3 separate regions of the Pan troglodytes genome follow, and regions 2 and 3 are each linked to region 1. A link is a contact called in public Hi-C data. All regions are on one chromosome and are shown on one strand. Each heading gives the region's core, a stretch centred on a gene start, on an enhancer-like site or on the middle of the called end of the contact. The rest is flanking DNA. Distances are from core to core; before and after follow the strand shown.

Region 1 (4,317 bases), core at 1,253-3,752:
CTCCGTGCCTGGGTGGGAGAAACCACCAACCTCGCTAGGCCTTTCCTCGCCTTCTTCCTTAGAGCCAAGACCGGAGCCGTCTTGGGCTCCGTAGGGGGTGCCGGGAAGGGGGAGTGCTTGCAGCTATAATGGTTCCTGGGAGCCAACCTTTCCGGGCTATCTGCCCGATCTTGTTTTCCCCAACACTACATTTATTTTCTTCCTCGGCCCAGCCCGTTCCTTGTTTTCTGAAGCATTCGGAAGCCAGGGCTCCCCAGGCTCCCGCCAACGACTTTCCCCAGGACGAAATTCGTTCGAAACGTGGCTCTTTACACTAGTATCAAGAATGGGCCGAAAGCACGATCCGGTTTCAGGAGGTCGGCTAAGAGAAAAACACAGTCTCACCCTAGCCTCTCCAGCCAGAAAGGATGAGTGAGCCCCCGGCTCCTCCGGCTCCGGTTTCCCAGACCCCGGAACCCCAGGGCGAATACTTTCGATCTTTAAACACAGGATGGAAAACCCTTCCCCAGGCTAGGCACCCATTCCTCAAACAGCTTGGGCCTCAGGACCTGCGGGAAAGAATAAGGGGACCCGACCACGCACAGCAGACGCAATTCGCGCTCGGGATCCCGAGTCCCTGCGCAGTGCAGGCACTCGCGTCCCTCGCGCGGTGGAGCGCCAATCCCAGGTCTGCGGCCAGTCCTATGCTGGGCATTAATGAAGTGTGCAGAGTCTATTAAAGTGGTTTATTCGGGGCTAATTGAGCGTGAGCAAGTTAACTGCTTGCATTAATGAGGACGGGAGCGAACTCCACGAGCTTGCGCCTGGGGGAGCCCAGCAGCAACCCAAGAAAATCAGCCTTGACATCGAATCTCCAACGAGTGGTGACAGGCGTCCGGACCCCCGTGAAGAGGACTGACCGGCACCGGATACTTCTATAGCATTCTCCCAACAAACGAGATCTAACGAACCCATCGGCAAGACGGTCATCCGGCTGCACTTAAATGTCCGCTGCGTCCTCGGTGATCCATTCCCCAATCTTAATAAAACAGCAATTACCTCGAGGAGCCTGGGATGGAACATCTACACGCCGCCGGTCGCTGCTAGTCCCCTCCAGCGCTTCTCTTCCCTAGGGGGTTGTGAACCTGGGACACCTAGCCTTGCACGTGGTTTTGTTCCGCAGAGCCAATGCGCAGCTCTTAGCCTGGGTGAAATTTACCAAATTGTGGCAACAAAGAAACCCTCGCGGCTACTTTACACATTGAGAACCCAACCCGCTACTGCCTGAGCTGCTGAAAAAGGACTAAACGTGGTTTTTCATTCTTATCCGAGACATTTCCGAGGAGAAATTAGTTCAGCAGGCAGCCCTTCACCCCTTTCCCCCTTCTTTCTCTCCTGACGGCTGGATTAGCGGACAGTCAGGGGAGTAACAGAACTTTTCCTGTCCCCAGCCCGGAGACACTAGGGCTCCACAGAGTTTCCACTAGTGCTGTGTGTGGGTCTCGAATTGGAAAGCAGTGCTTGCGCCCACTGCATTGCCTCCCTGCACCAGGACAATCAAGGGTTCCGCTCCAGGCCTTGACGACACAGAGCAATCATCCTATGGAGAATATCCCTAAGTTAGAGCGCGAGTGCAAGGCGGGGTTCAGACTCGCGGCCCTGCGCTCTCGGGTCTAGTCGGCCTCATACTAGAGCGCAACTCCTCAAAAGACAAACTTGAACGAAAGCGCTACCGGGCTGGGGCATGCACCTGTCCCTGGCGCGGTCGGCTGCGGCTGTGGCCATTCACTCCCTCTCCCTTCCTTCTTCGTCAGCCTAGGCGTCAGCCAGAGCTAGGAGCGCGTCTCAGGAAAGTTTGTGCCCGCTGAAGTTGCTCTGGTTTCTTAAAGGGGGCCCACAGATTGACTTTCAAAGTCCGTGGGCACCTCGCCCGTAATTCCGCAGAGCCGGGCGGGCTGGCGGCAGTAGCGGAGGCCCGCCCCCCTTAATCCCCAGCGGTCAGAGGCCGAGGACCCCGCGCAGGAAGTCCTGAGGCAGCACCCCCAACCACCCTGCTCTCACTTTCACAAAAGTCCTGCAGCATTCGTTTGGCAAGAGCTTCCTTCAGGGGCATTGAGAGAGAGGAGGCACCCGCCGCGCAGTGACAAGGAACCTGGGAGTCCTGCCCGCATTCGCTTTGCTGAGCCCAGGCGCCCAGGACTGCAATTACCTTGTTCCGCAGAGGTCCTGGGGCTGAGCACGTCTCTGGGGCTTTAGCTGAAGGGGACTGGGGAAGCCGGAGGCGCTGGAGCCCACAGGCGCCCCTGGAGCTCTAGTGTCCCGACTCCTCTCCTGCCGCGGGGACTCCAAGCGCCGGACACGCGGGAGCGAGCGCTCAGCAGCCCCGGATCCTGCACGCCGGGGACGGTGAGCCTCGCTCGCTGCTCCCTCGCTGGGTCTGAACCAGGAGCAGCTGAGAACGTGCCGGGGAGAGGCCGAGCTCCGACTCACTCATCCCTTAGCACCGAGCCGCCTACTTATTTTAATCCACCACCCTCCCTCCTCCACCACCCCCACCCCCGCCCCTTGCCTCAGGATTCCTCCCCTCCCTCCCCTGCCCCCCAACCCTGCCCTGCGCCTGCGCAATGAAAGACAAAGTTTTTGCTGACCCGGGCAGCAGACTTTGGCAGCTGCTCTCGCTTGGACCCGGCCTCTCCCAACCTGCGTCCCCTCCTCTTCAGTCCCGCGCGACCCCTTCTGCCCTTTTAGTTCCAGAGCGGCACGCCTGGCGCACTGGAGGAAACGGTCCCTAGCAGATGAGAGCGGGCTGGCACCGCACGTTTCGAGGTCCTATACTTGGGCTCCTAGGACACAGCCCGTGCTCTTTGGGAGGAGGGAGGGAGGGGCAGTAGCTCTGTGCACCGGGATCCCCACACCGCGGCTTGGGTTTCAACGCACTTTGGCGCCTGACAGAGTCGCATCTCCTCCCAGAATCTCTTTCCAGAGGCGGCAGACCCCGAGTGTGGAGCAGCTCCTGGATATCCAAGCGTGCTCGGGGCCAGGGTGTTAACCCAGGCAGCGCTGGTTAATTCCTGGTGCGGGAGGGCCAGGGTCACCGAAGCAAGCGAGCTGTAACATCTGAGTGCTTATGGTTGACCCCAGACCCTAAGTTCTGGAGTCCAGTAGAAAGAACAAAGAGTAGGGAAAGGAGGTCAGGAAAGTTATTTTCCTGGGGCCCAGAACTCTCTGAGATTTCACCCCAATGCACAGTGGCACTCTCTACTTACATATTTGTTTTAGGATGGATCAGAGTTTAGAGAGCCGCACTGGCAAGCTAGACGAGCTGCAAAGTTGTCAGTTCCAGGGCCTCTGAGTCAAGGAGCTGGTTCAGGTGGAGTTTTTAATCGGAAAGGAATCAGAGTTCTGGACATTAAAAATTCTATCTTCATTGCCTAGGCATTATGGAGGGTACCATCACCCCCTTGACTACCCATCTCTGAAAGCTGACCTCCGGCTGACCCCAGCCCAATCCCTCCCTAATGCCTTTCTGGAATACCCTTCCAGGCCTTGGGTTTGGCAAGGAGGAGTCACTGGTTTCCTGGGACTTGTGTGGGTCCAGATCACACAACTGCACTCTCTGCCTTTGCCCCAGAGTTGCTGCTGAGAGACTCTTGGAGCTGGATCCTAGATTCCGTGGGTCCCTAAGTACTGTACTGCTTCTCTCCTGAGGAGCTTCTGCTATCTCCAGCTTTGGTTTGCAAAGCTAATCTGATTTTCTTGGGAGGTGAAGAAGGTTGTAATACCTGACCTAGGGAGATGGTAATGGAGACTCCCCTCCCTCAAAGGCATAGTTGAAAGAGGGTTTCCTTATATCCCCAGGCCTTTAGAACAGAATCTAGCCTCTTACCCCTGGGTAACTTCGTCTTGTTTGAGGAGGAGTAAGAGGGGGTGCAATCTTTGCTCCAACGAACAGCTCTTACCCAGTGCTTCAGGTTAGTGCAGAAGTAAGAGATTCACATAAGTTTGTCCATGCTCCTGGAATCTTAGCAGTTGCTAGGATGTAGTGACATTCTTGCTAGAATAAGAACCCTTGGAAAAGAAGAGAGCTGAGATCACACCTCCTTCCTAGAGATTCCAGAACAGCAAGCTTCAAGAGCAAGGAAAGGCCTGGAGGGAAAGTCTACACAGGGCAATGCTGAACTTTGCTGGCTTCCACCTTGGGCACAGGGAGTGTGCTTGTTCCAGCCTCAGGCTCTCCAAATAAGCAAAGCTTGGGTAACCTCCATTACCAGCAGCAAAAGTTAAGAAGTAAAAAAAAAATGCCCACACGATAGGGCCTCTGGCTGTCCAGATCACTTA
Region 2 (4,317 bases), core at 1,358-3,857, 510 kb after region 1:
CCCTGCCTGGAAGGCAGCCCCTTGCCCCCAACCTCCTCCCAGAACTCCTCAGTTCCCCACACCACCAGCCTTCCACAGCTGAAGGCCATAGATCATTAAAGCCAGACGTGTAGTGCCCCGTGCCACATTTCCTGGGCCTCAGCACTTCCACAGAGCCCCACTGCCAGGAGGCCACACATTCAGCCCCAGGGGCAACCTGTCTGGTCAGGGAGGCTAAAAGCGGCCCTATCACAGCGAATGAGCAAGCCCACTCTTACAAAACCAGAGTGGAGCCATGGGGGCGTGGGGAGAAGAGGCAGGGAGCGCTGGGCAGAGCTCCCATCTTGGTCCTTCCTACTGAGGAGGGAAGTGGGAAAGTGGGCTCAGGCTTCCACTGTCAGTGGGGATGGTGGGGGTGGCCTCCAAAGAGGACACCTGCCTGTGCAGAAGCCGGAGCCAGTCCTGGGCCCCTGAGTCAGCAGCACAGACACGGAAAGAAAACATGCTAACTTGTTAACTGAGTGACTTGTAATGGGGACAAACATTCACATTACAAAATAATCTCCATTTGGCAAAAGGGCCTCTTTAGGAATTAACAAACTCCTCTTTGAACGTGTAAGTTTCCTAGAAGAGCTAAGTGAGGCTGTTCCCTGGAATCACACTACCCAGGTGTTAGTCACTCACCCCTTAGTGTGAATCAGCTTGATCAGGCTGCTTTCCTGCTGCCTTCTGCTAGAATTCAACTTTCTGAAAAAATAGATCTGTTTGGGAAGTGATGCAGGCTGGGTCATTTTGGAACACAGAGCACAATACGAGTCTTGGAAGCAGTGGGGAGAGAAAGAGGAGTTGTTCAGCCAGGAGGCCAAGTAAGGAGACAAAGAAAAGCTGGGGGTCACAGTGGGAGGCTCAGGAGGGCAGAGTCCAGGGGCGGGAGCAGCCCCCCAGGCGTGGGCACTGGATTTGCTTGCTGGGGCTGCCGCAACAATGCCACACAGACAGAGCAGCTTAAACAGCAGACGTGCACGGCCTCTTGCCTCCTGCCATGTCCAGTGTCCCCGCTTTCCAAGGACACCTGTCACATTGGATTAGGGGCCCACCTGACTTCACTATGACCTTGCCTTAACTAACTACATCTTCAACCACTGTATTTCCTTATTTGAAATTCTTTATTTCCTTATTTCATCACATTCTGAGGTACTGGGGGTTAGAACATCAACATGTGAATTTGGGGGTATCATGACTTAGCCTGTGATCAGCACCTTTTCTGGGGTGAAACTGAGGCAGAGGAGACCTCAGCCCCAACCAGCCGAGTAACCCTGAGCAAGCCATTGTCCTGTGTGACCTCAGGTGACTCACCTGTGGCACGGATGGCCCGGGGATGGTGGCTGATGGTCTCTTCCACCTGCCTCCCAGCACATTCAGATGGTCCAGTGAGGACCTCCTGCATCTGTGAGGTGCAGGCCCCCTGTGCAGTGGCTTTTCCACGGCTGTCAGCAATGCTCACGTGACTAGACATCAGAGGCTCTTCCATCCCTGCTCGATAAGGCATGAGGCCTTGTTACCAGCACTCCCAAGCCCCAGGGAGTGAGCTAGGGCACAAAAGTAATAACGGACACCAAGAGGTCTGGAGACTCCTTAAACAGGTGAGCCTCCAAGACTACACAGCCAAGACCTCTACTGTATTAAGTCTGTTTTCACACAGCTATAAAGAACTGCCCGAGACTGGGTAATTTGTAAGTAAAATAGATTTAATTGACTCACAGTTGCCGCATGGCTGGGAGGCCTCAGGAAACTTACAATCATGGCGGAAGGCGAAAGGGAAGCAGGCACACCTCACATGGTCGCAGGTGAGAGGGAGAGAGGGGGGAACTGCCAAACACTTTTAAACCATCAGATCTCGTGAGAACTCACTATCACGAGAACAAACAGCAGGCGGGAACCGCCCCCCTGATCCAATCACTTCCCACCAGGTCCGTCCCGCCTGACACATGGGGATTACAATTCAACACGAGATTTGAGTGGGGACACAGAGCCAAACCATATCATCCACAGAAAAGCATGCTCTTACACAGTCCGGATACATCCTGCTGTTGTCTGCAAACAGCTTGCGTTTACAGGGAGAAACAGCACCACCTCTGGCTGAGTCAGGCCCATCTGCCTTCAGAACAGAGCCTGGCCAAGGGGCCACCTCCCCGCGCGGGACAGGCCAGCACACAGTAGGCGCTCAAGTTGCCGGGGACAGAGGCGAGGGCGGCCCACTCGTGGAGCGAGGGCGACACCCAGTGGCCATGTGGAAAATGACCTGCTCGAGCCCAAAGGCGGGTGGCAGCAGCGTCTGATTCGCCAGCCTCAGGCCAGGAGGAGGTGGCCGAGTCCGATTTGAGTCCCATGTCCTCTGGTCTGCAAGTTGAGACTCCCGGTCCCAGGAGGGACAGCAAGGCCTTCTCCACCTTCACAGGCCATCTGACGACCTGCGCAGCTGTTTAAAGAGCAAACCGCGCATGAGTTAGGCCGCTTGGCCCTCCCATTCAGACCCCTCAGGCCGCCTGTGGACAGCCTGGCTCACCCTCTAAGAGCCTTCCTGCCCGCCCTGGGAACACACAGCGCAGGGTCCAGGGACTGGCGTCAGGGGCAAAGCGAACTCAGCGCCACCTGGGCTCCAGGCCAGGCTCCGCTCCAGGACTGGGACAAGCCCCACCCCTCCCCGATTCCCATCCCTGAAGCCAGGGCCACTGGGGTTATAGCGAACCGCTTCTGAGGACATGTGCAGCTAAGGGTGAGCAACTTGGTTTTTGTTTGTTTGTGTTTTGTGTGTGTGTGGTTTTGTTTTGTTTTTTGAGATGGAGTCTCACTCTGTCGCCCACACTGGAGTGCAATGGCGCGATCTCGGCTCACTGCAGCCTCTGCCTCCCAGATTCCAGCGATTCTCCTGCCTCAGCCTCCCGAGTAGCTGGGATTACAGGTGCGTGCCCCCACACCAAGCTAATTTTTGTATTTTTAGTAGAGAGGGGGTTTCATCATGTTGGCCAGACTGGTCACAAACTCCTGGCCTCAAGTGATCCGCCCGCCTGGGGCCTCCCAAAGTGCTGCGATTACAAGCGTGAGCCACCCCACCCTGGGTAAGCCACTTGTCTTCAAGACCCCAAGCCTTGATATCAGACAGCTGGGTTCAAATCCGATCTCTGGCCCGCCCAGCTCTGCAGCCTCGGGAAATTCTCTATGGGGCCTTTCCTCTCTTGGGTTACCACGGAGATTCGATGATGGCAGGTGCCTAAAGCTCCCCACGTGGTACCTTTCCCATAACAGGTGCTCAGTGGTGGCGGGCTCTTCTTTAGCTTTGTATGCATATCAGCATGACAGAAAACAGCTGCACCGTATCTCAGGCAGCCCCAGGTATGTGGAACTAAGTGATCAAAATCAGAGACATCTCCTGCCTCTGCTGTTCTGCAAAGCCTCTGCCCTTCATCTCACACAGCCCTGATCACACCCCATGCCAAAACATACACATGCAAGCTGCCCAGGACCCCTCGCTGACTGCCTCAGGGTCAAGTTCACACCGATCCCCCCACCGCCAGCACAGTTATCCAGCCTGGAACCCCAAGTATCCATCCTAGAAGCGGCTGTCCTCTGTTGCCCTCATCCCCACCCCTCCAGCTGCCTAGAGAAGACTGGGAAAGCCCAGAGAAGAGCAGGGAGGCCCCTCTACTTGTTCCCTTACTCAGGCAGGTCCAAGGCAGGGCCCTGGAGCCCAGGGACAGAGGACAGGGAGGGTCCTAGGCCCACCCAGCTCAGAAGCTCAGTGGAGAGGAAGGAAGGGCTCAAGAAGCTAGAAGGATGTGGTTGTTACTACCTTCGACAGAACCAACAGACCAAGCTCAGAGCCACTTCTTAGGCAGAGTGTGTCAAGTAAATCTTACTTTCAAGCCCTGGGAAGACGAACCCTCATGCTAGCGGTGGGGGTGGGCATTCCTGTTATACTAGGGACTGTGACCCCTCCCAAGACCCAGCCTTACAGTATGGCTGCAGAACTACCCCTCCCACTAAGTGTCCTCATCCTCCCTCAGCCACAGCCTGAGATGAGCCTGCAGGGCCTTTCCACTCAGTGACTTTAGATAAGCAGAAACAGAGGCCTGGAGAGTTTAGGGGAATTGCCCAAACCACAGAGCGAGTAAGTGGTAGAAGCAGGTGAAATTGTTTAACATTATTTTATTTGACCCAGTATATCTAAAATATTATCATCTTGACACAATATGAAAATGTTAGAGGTACTTTACATTCTTTTATTTATACTAACTCTTAAAAATCTGGTATATATTTAACACTTAACAGCCCATCTCA
Region 3 (4,317 bases), core at 855-3,354, 370 kb before region 1:
TTAAAATGATTCAGTACTCTTTATTGCTCTGCCCACAAAGATTTTTTGGAGGTGATAGAAGTATCTGGTCCATCTTATTAATATAAGAACCCCAGTTAGTGCAGTTAGTGAAGGGGCCATTATGGATTTAAGAGTTGAAAATGAAATGAATGAGTGAATAAATGGGTATTTCTCATTAAAGTCAACTAGCCTGTTCAGGAATTGACTCTATTACTTCATTATCAAAATAAAACTATGATCCCATTCTCAAAGATATGTGAGTGATAAAATGAGAAAAATATTCAAATTTGTTTTTATGAGATATATGAAAGAGTCACATTGAATGCATATTATAAACCTGTTGAATGCATTATTATTAAATTGCTGATTGCAAAATCAGTCACACAACCAGAAAAAAATAGTAACATTTTGGGGGCAAGTACTTGTTCAAGGAACTAGTCCATTGTATCCTATGTAATCCTCTAAAGTCTAAACAATTCCATGAAGTTGGCAAAATAATCACGATTTTAGATGTGAAGAAGCGAAGGCTCATAAATCTTTTGTGATGTGTCCCAAACCACATGGCCAAGTGAGTAGTAGAGGTGACCCCAGACTATGAGTCTTATGATTCTACATACCATGCTTTTTCTACTGCACCACTTGATAATTTACTGGGTGAAAACTACAGGCTAGTATCAGTCACAGCATAATCAGATGGCTGATGGGTCTCACATTCCTACTAGACAACCCCTATCTACTCCTGCTAGTCTTAATTTTCCTCAGTTCAAAACATTTTCACATACAAATCAGGATTTTTCTTCCTAAGATTTTAAATTTTGCTAATTCCAGTGTAATTTTCAACATGTTATTTTAAACCCTATTATCTATTTTAAAATGGAATTTAAATTGCATTCAATATTATTAGTGTTTGTACTTGTATTACTTTTTCTACAGCAATCCATTTTTAATCCTCATTTAGAGAGACATTCCTAAGGCATCCTAAATGACGCTGACTTGCTTCTCATGAGCAGACATGAGTCTATTTTACTTTTAAAAAGTCTGTAGCTTCTCCAGGCGTTGAATCATCTGGCTTGGGGCCAGACACTAGAGGGTGCTTTAGAAATATTATTTGATGATGAACTCGGATGTTAGCCACTTGCTTTTCAGAATTCATTCCTGTAAATCATGGCTTTGAAAACTTGTCAGTATTTTGCTTTTTCTTTTGTGGATTTCTTCAAAGGGAGAAGGAATGTCTGAAAAGTAAATATTCAACAGTCATAACTACATCCCAAGGAGGGTGGAATTAAAAAATTATAGAAATTTGTAGATACATAAATATTTCTGTGAGATAAAAAGAGAACCCCCTGGATAGCTCACAAAGAGCCTACTGGAACTTTATCAGTCGGCAGAGCTTTGTCAGAAGAAAGTGGGTTTGTGAAGGGACAGGAGAACATGTGTTTCTCCCCATTCCAAACCCTCCTTTTCTGGAAGCTTGCTGTAAACAACCACTCACATTTGTATGAGACATTTTGTTTTTTTTTTTAAGAGGCACTTTTACATATATTACCTTAAGGGATATTTACAACTTATGTGGTGAGCATTACTATTTTTATTCTATAGATAAAATAAAACAAAAACAAATGACAGGTTTAGTGACAATAATTAACTCACATAGATCCAGAAAGCAAATTGGCAGAAAAAGAATTTAATTATAGGACTTTATTCTACAATGTGCAGCAACCCCATCCTTCCCTCATATATGGTTGATGTAACTCTATTTCTCCCTTTTCACCTTCAGATTTTGTCACCAATTGTGTTCTTCTCCCCTTTTTATTCTTTTATTTTCTCTTTAATGTCCTCAAAACTTTAAAAAATAAATAAGTAAAATAAAACACACAAAGAAGAAAAACCAGAGGTCATGAAATATGAAAATTCCATGCTTCCCCTGACCTCAAAAAAATAGCATAACCAGCTACTGGAGCAAAAAAAAAAATTCCTCTGAAGACTTACATTTTGAACTCAGCAGTTCACAATTTTTTAAGGCTTATCTGCTCACATATGCTGTGTTTGAATGACTGGACATTCATTGCATCCAGCTCTTGTCACTGAAGCAGAGCTCTGAGTGAAGCACAGCTGAGACACACAGTGTGCTCTCAGATTCCAGAGGAGTCAAAGCTCTCACTGGGAAGATTAGAAAAGGCTTCTTAAAAGAAGGGGAAAGAATTCTTTATTCTAGGCCTTGAATGACAACAGGATTTCAAAAGAACTCTTGAAGCTTTGGAAATAGCAAAGCCCCCAAGTCAATGAAGCTCAGAATATATGCAGAAAACAATGAAAATTCAACTTATTGGAGGCTCGCTTGCCTGAGGAAACCACAGGGAGCAGAGCCTGGCAAGCGAGCTTTAAACTGTGCTTTAGCGCAGATCTAGCTCAGAGCTTTCTGAGCCAGTAGAAATACCAGCATCATCCACCACCAGCAGCCATGGGTCATATGTGGCTATTGGGCACTTGAAAGGTGACTGGTTTGAATAAAAAACTGAAAGTTTAACTTAATTTTAATATTAATGTAAAAGCCAGATGTGGCTAGGGGCTACCATTTTGGGCAGTGTCAATCAAGAGAGACTTGAATTATAGAGTGACAGGTTATTACAGAATTGTAGATCTACCCACAGGAAGTAGACACTGACTGACTGGGGAGAGGAACTGAGATAATTTGGAGAGGCCAAGGTGAGAAAAGTATAAGATAGATGAATTGGAAGTTGGGATCAAAGAAGATGCCAAGGTTGTAACTGATAAATTTGTGAACTGCTGAGTTTAAAATGCAACTTATGCTCATTTAGCTTGTATGACAGATGTTTGTTCTCCACCAAATTTATGAATTTTTCCGATGTCAAAATGATGTCCATTTTTTCATCTCTCAGTCAACATCCAGAACCCAGCATCATGCCTTACACAAATATATGTTGTGCATGTGATATTTTCTTACAAACTCAACCATAGCTCTCTGTTAATGTTATAGTTAAATTAAATATCTAAGATGGATGAGAGCGACAAGAGTTGGATGTAGTGGATATTCATTTAAACACAATATATGTAAGTAGGTAAGCCTTAAAAATGTATTTTTTTCTATATGTGTGTAAATGTGTGTGTGTGTGTGTGCATGTGTGTGCAGGTGTGTACTGGTTTATTCTCCCTCAAATTTTTATCTCCAAAGCACTTGGAATTAAAATACATTATCTGTATTATTTTAAACCCATAAGAAACAGTGTTCTTATTTCAGCTTCATTTCTTAATTATGGATAAAATATTCTGTAAAGTTAGCCAGTGTCCACTCCTTCATTCAATAAGCTAAAACGATTGTTAAAATAAAAACAGAAAATTTGACTTCTCCAACTGTAAGTATTTGATTACCCAAAGGCTTGGGATCAAAATATCAAAATCACAAGTAAAATCTCACATTAAACTTGGTTAAAAATTATTTTCCTACAGTATTTTGCATAAGAGCAAAGAAAAAGAATAAAACAACAGCAGCAACAGCAATGCAACTTCTCATCTCCAATGCAACCATTCTAATCACTAATATCTTTGTATCCACAAATGGACTCATCACTTGGGTGACTTCTCAAATAAATCTTAAATTGTTTTTGGCTCAGTAAATCCTCATATGAAGACATTCTGGGGGTGACTAGGCACCAAATAGCCTTCCATAAAATGTGTTATGGGCCAATATTCACTCAGTGACCTGGCTTCTCTTCTATATGCTCATATGACATGAGCAAATGCACAGGCAGAGTTTCAAGAAAAAACATCGAGAAGTTAGTTTTCCCTTCGCATTCATTCAAATGATGCCTGGGCTAACCATGTTTGATGAAGACAGGGTGGATTTATCCAGTTCTTCAGGCAAGGGCTATGTGTATTCTATCTCTCTAAAAGTCTCATTTTGGAGAATCCTCAATTCATCAATAACTCCTGCAGCTATTACCAAAACCTTCCCCCTCCTTTTTTTAAACCTGAAAAGAAAGTGAAGCCCAACTGGTGGGGGTTATCGGGTTATCTGGAAGACGAAACTATGGAGATTTGTATTCTTATGCATTTTTTGTCTCACAACAATGGAAATCCTTGAACTTCCAGAGATATTATGTTCTAACATCTTAATCCTCTTAAAAACTAATTTGCATTATCTAACACTTATTTGAAATGTTGGGAGCAGAACTTTGGAAAGGGTTTTAGGTCTGGATCTTCCATTTTAACTTTATTGTGTTTTTAAGACCCATTTTTAAGTTTTCTTACACACACATACTGCTCCCACATTTTTCTACATATATATTTGAATATAGG

The links. Hi-C and Micro-C count contacts between places; a contact is called where the count stands out from the background.
Region 2: a contact with region 1 is called in a Hi-C map of induced pluripotent stem cells, with 4 times the contacts expected there. The contact joins the enhancer-like site here to the promoter of OSR1 in region 1. A contact is called at or near these places in 4 of 7 Hi-C or Micro-C datasets (blood, induced pluripotent stem cells and stem cell-derived neural progenitor cells), 1 of 1 datasets of contacts at active chromatin or transcription factors (stem cell-derived excitatory neurons) and 1 of 1 other capture datasets (stem cell-derived neural stem cells).
Region 3: a Hi-C map of stem cell-derived neural progenitor cells shows a contact between it and region 1, with 4 times the contacts expected there. The contact joins the enhancer-like site here to the promoter of OSR1 in region 1. A contact is called at or near these places in 1 of 7 Hi-C or Micro-C datasets (stem cell-derived neural progenitor cells) and 1 of 1 datasets of contacts at active chromatin or transcription factors (stem cell-derived excitatory neurons).

What each region holds. Positions count from the first base shown.
Region 1 is chr12:103,521,294-103,525,610 of NHGRI_mPanTro3-v2.0_pri, reverse strand. It overlaps OSR1 (odd-skipped related transcription factor 1), which reads right to left and starts at 2,502. Exons shown (of 5, transcript XM_001137836.6): 1 at 2,189-2,502.
Region 2 is chr12:103,011,156-103,015,472 of NHGRI_mPanTro3-v2.0_pri, reverse strand. No RefSeq gene overlaps it. Among named protein-coding and RNA genes, the nearest start is that of TTC32, 45 kb to the right of the region's middle. Within about 2 kb of position 2,607, at least 9 of the 24 cell types and tissues checked have an H3K27ac peak or open chromatin away from gene starts, as enhancers often do. A contact at or near this core is called in induced pluripotent stem cells and stem cell-derived neural stem cells, where this site is marked.
Region 3 is chr12:103,888,863-103,893,179 of NHGRI_mPanTro3-v2.0_pri, reverse strand. It overlaps LOC134807944, which reads right to left. Exons shown (of 8, transcript XR_010149620.1): 8 at 1-1,232. The region is part of intron 3 of LOC134807945 (a long non-coding RNA gene); the gene reads left to right. Among named protein-coding and RNA genes, the nearest start is that of OSR1, 370 kb to the right of the region's middle. Within about 2 kb of position 2,104, at least 4 of the 24 cell types and tissues checked have an H3K27ac peak or open chromatin away from gene starts, as enhancers often do. A contact at or near this core is called in stem cell-derived neural progenitor cells, where this site is marked.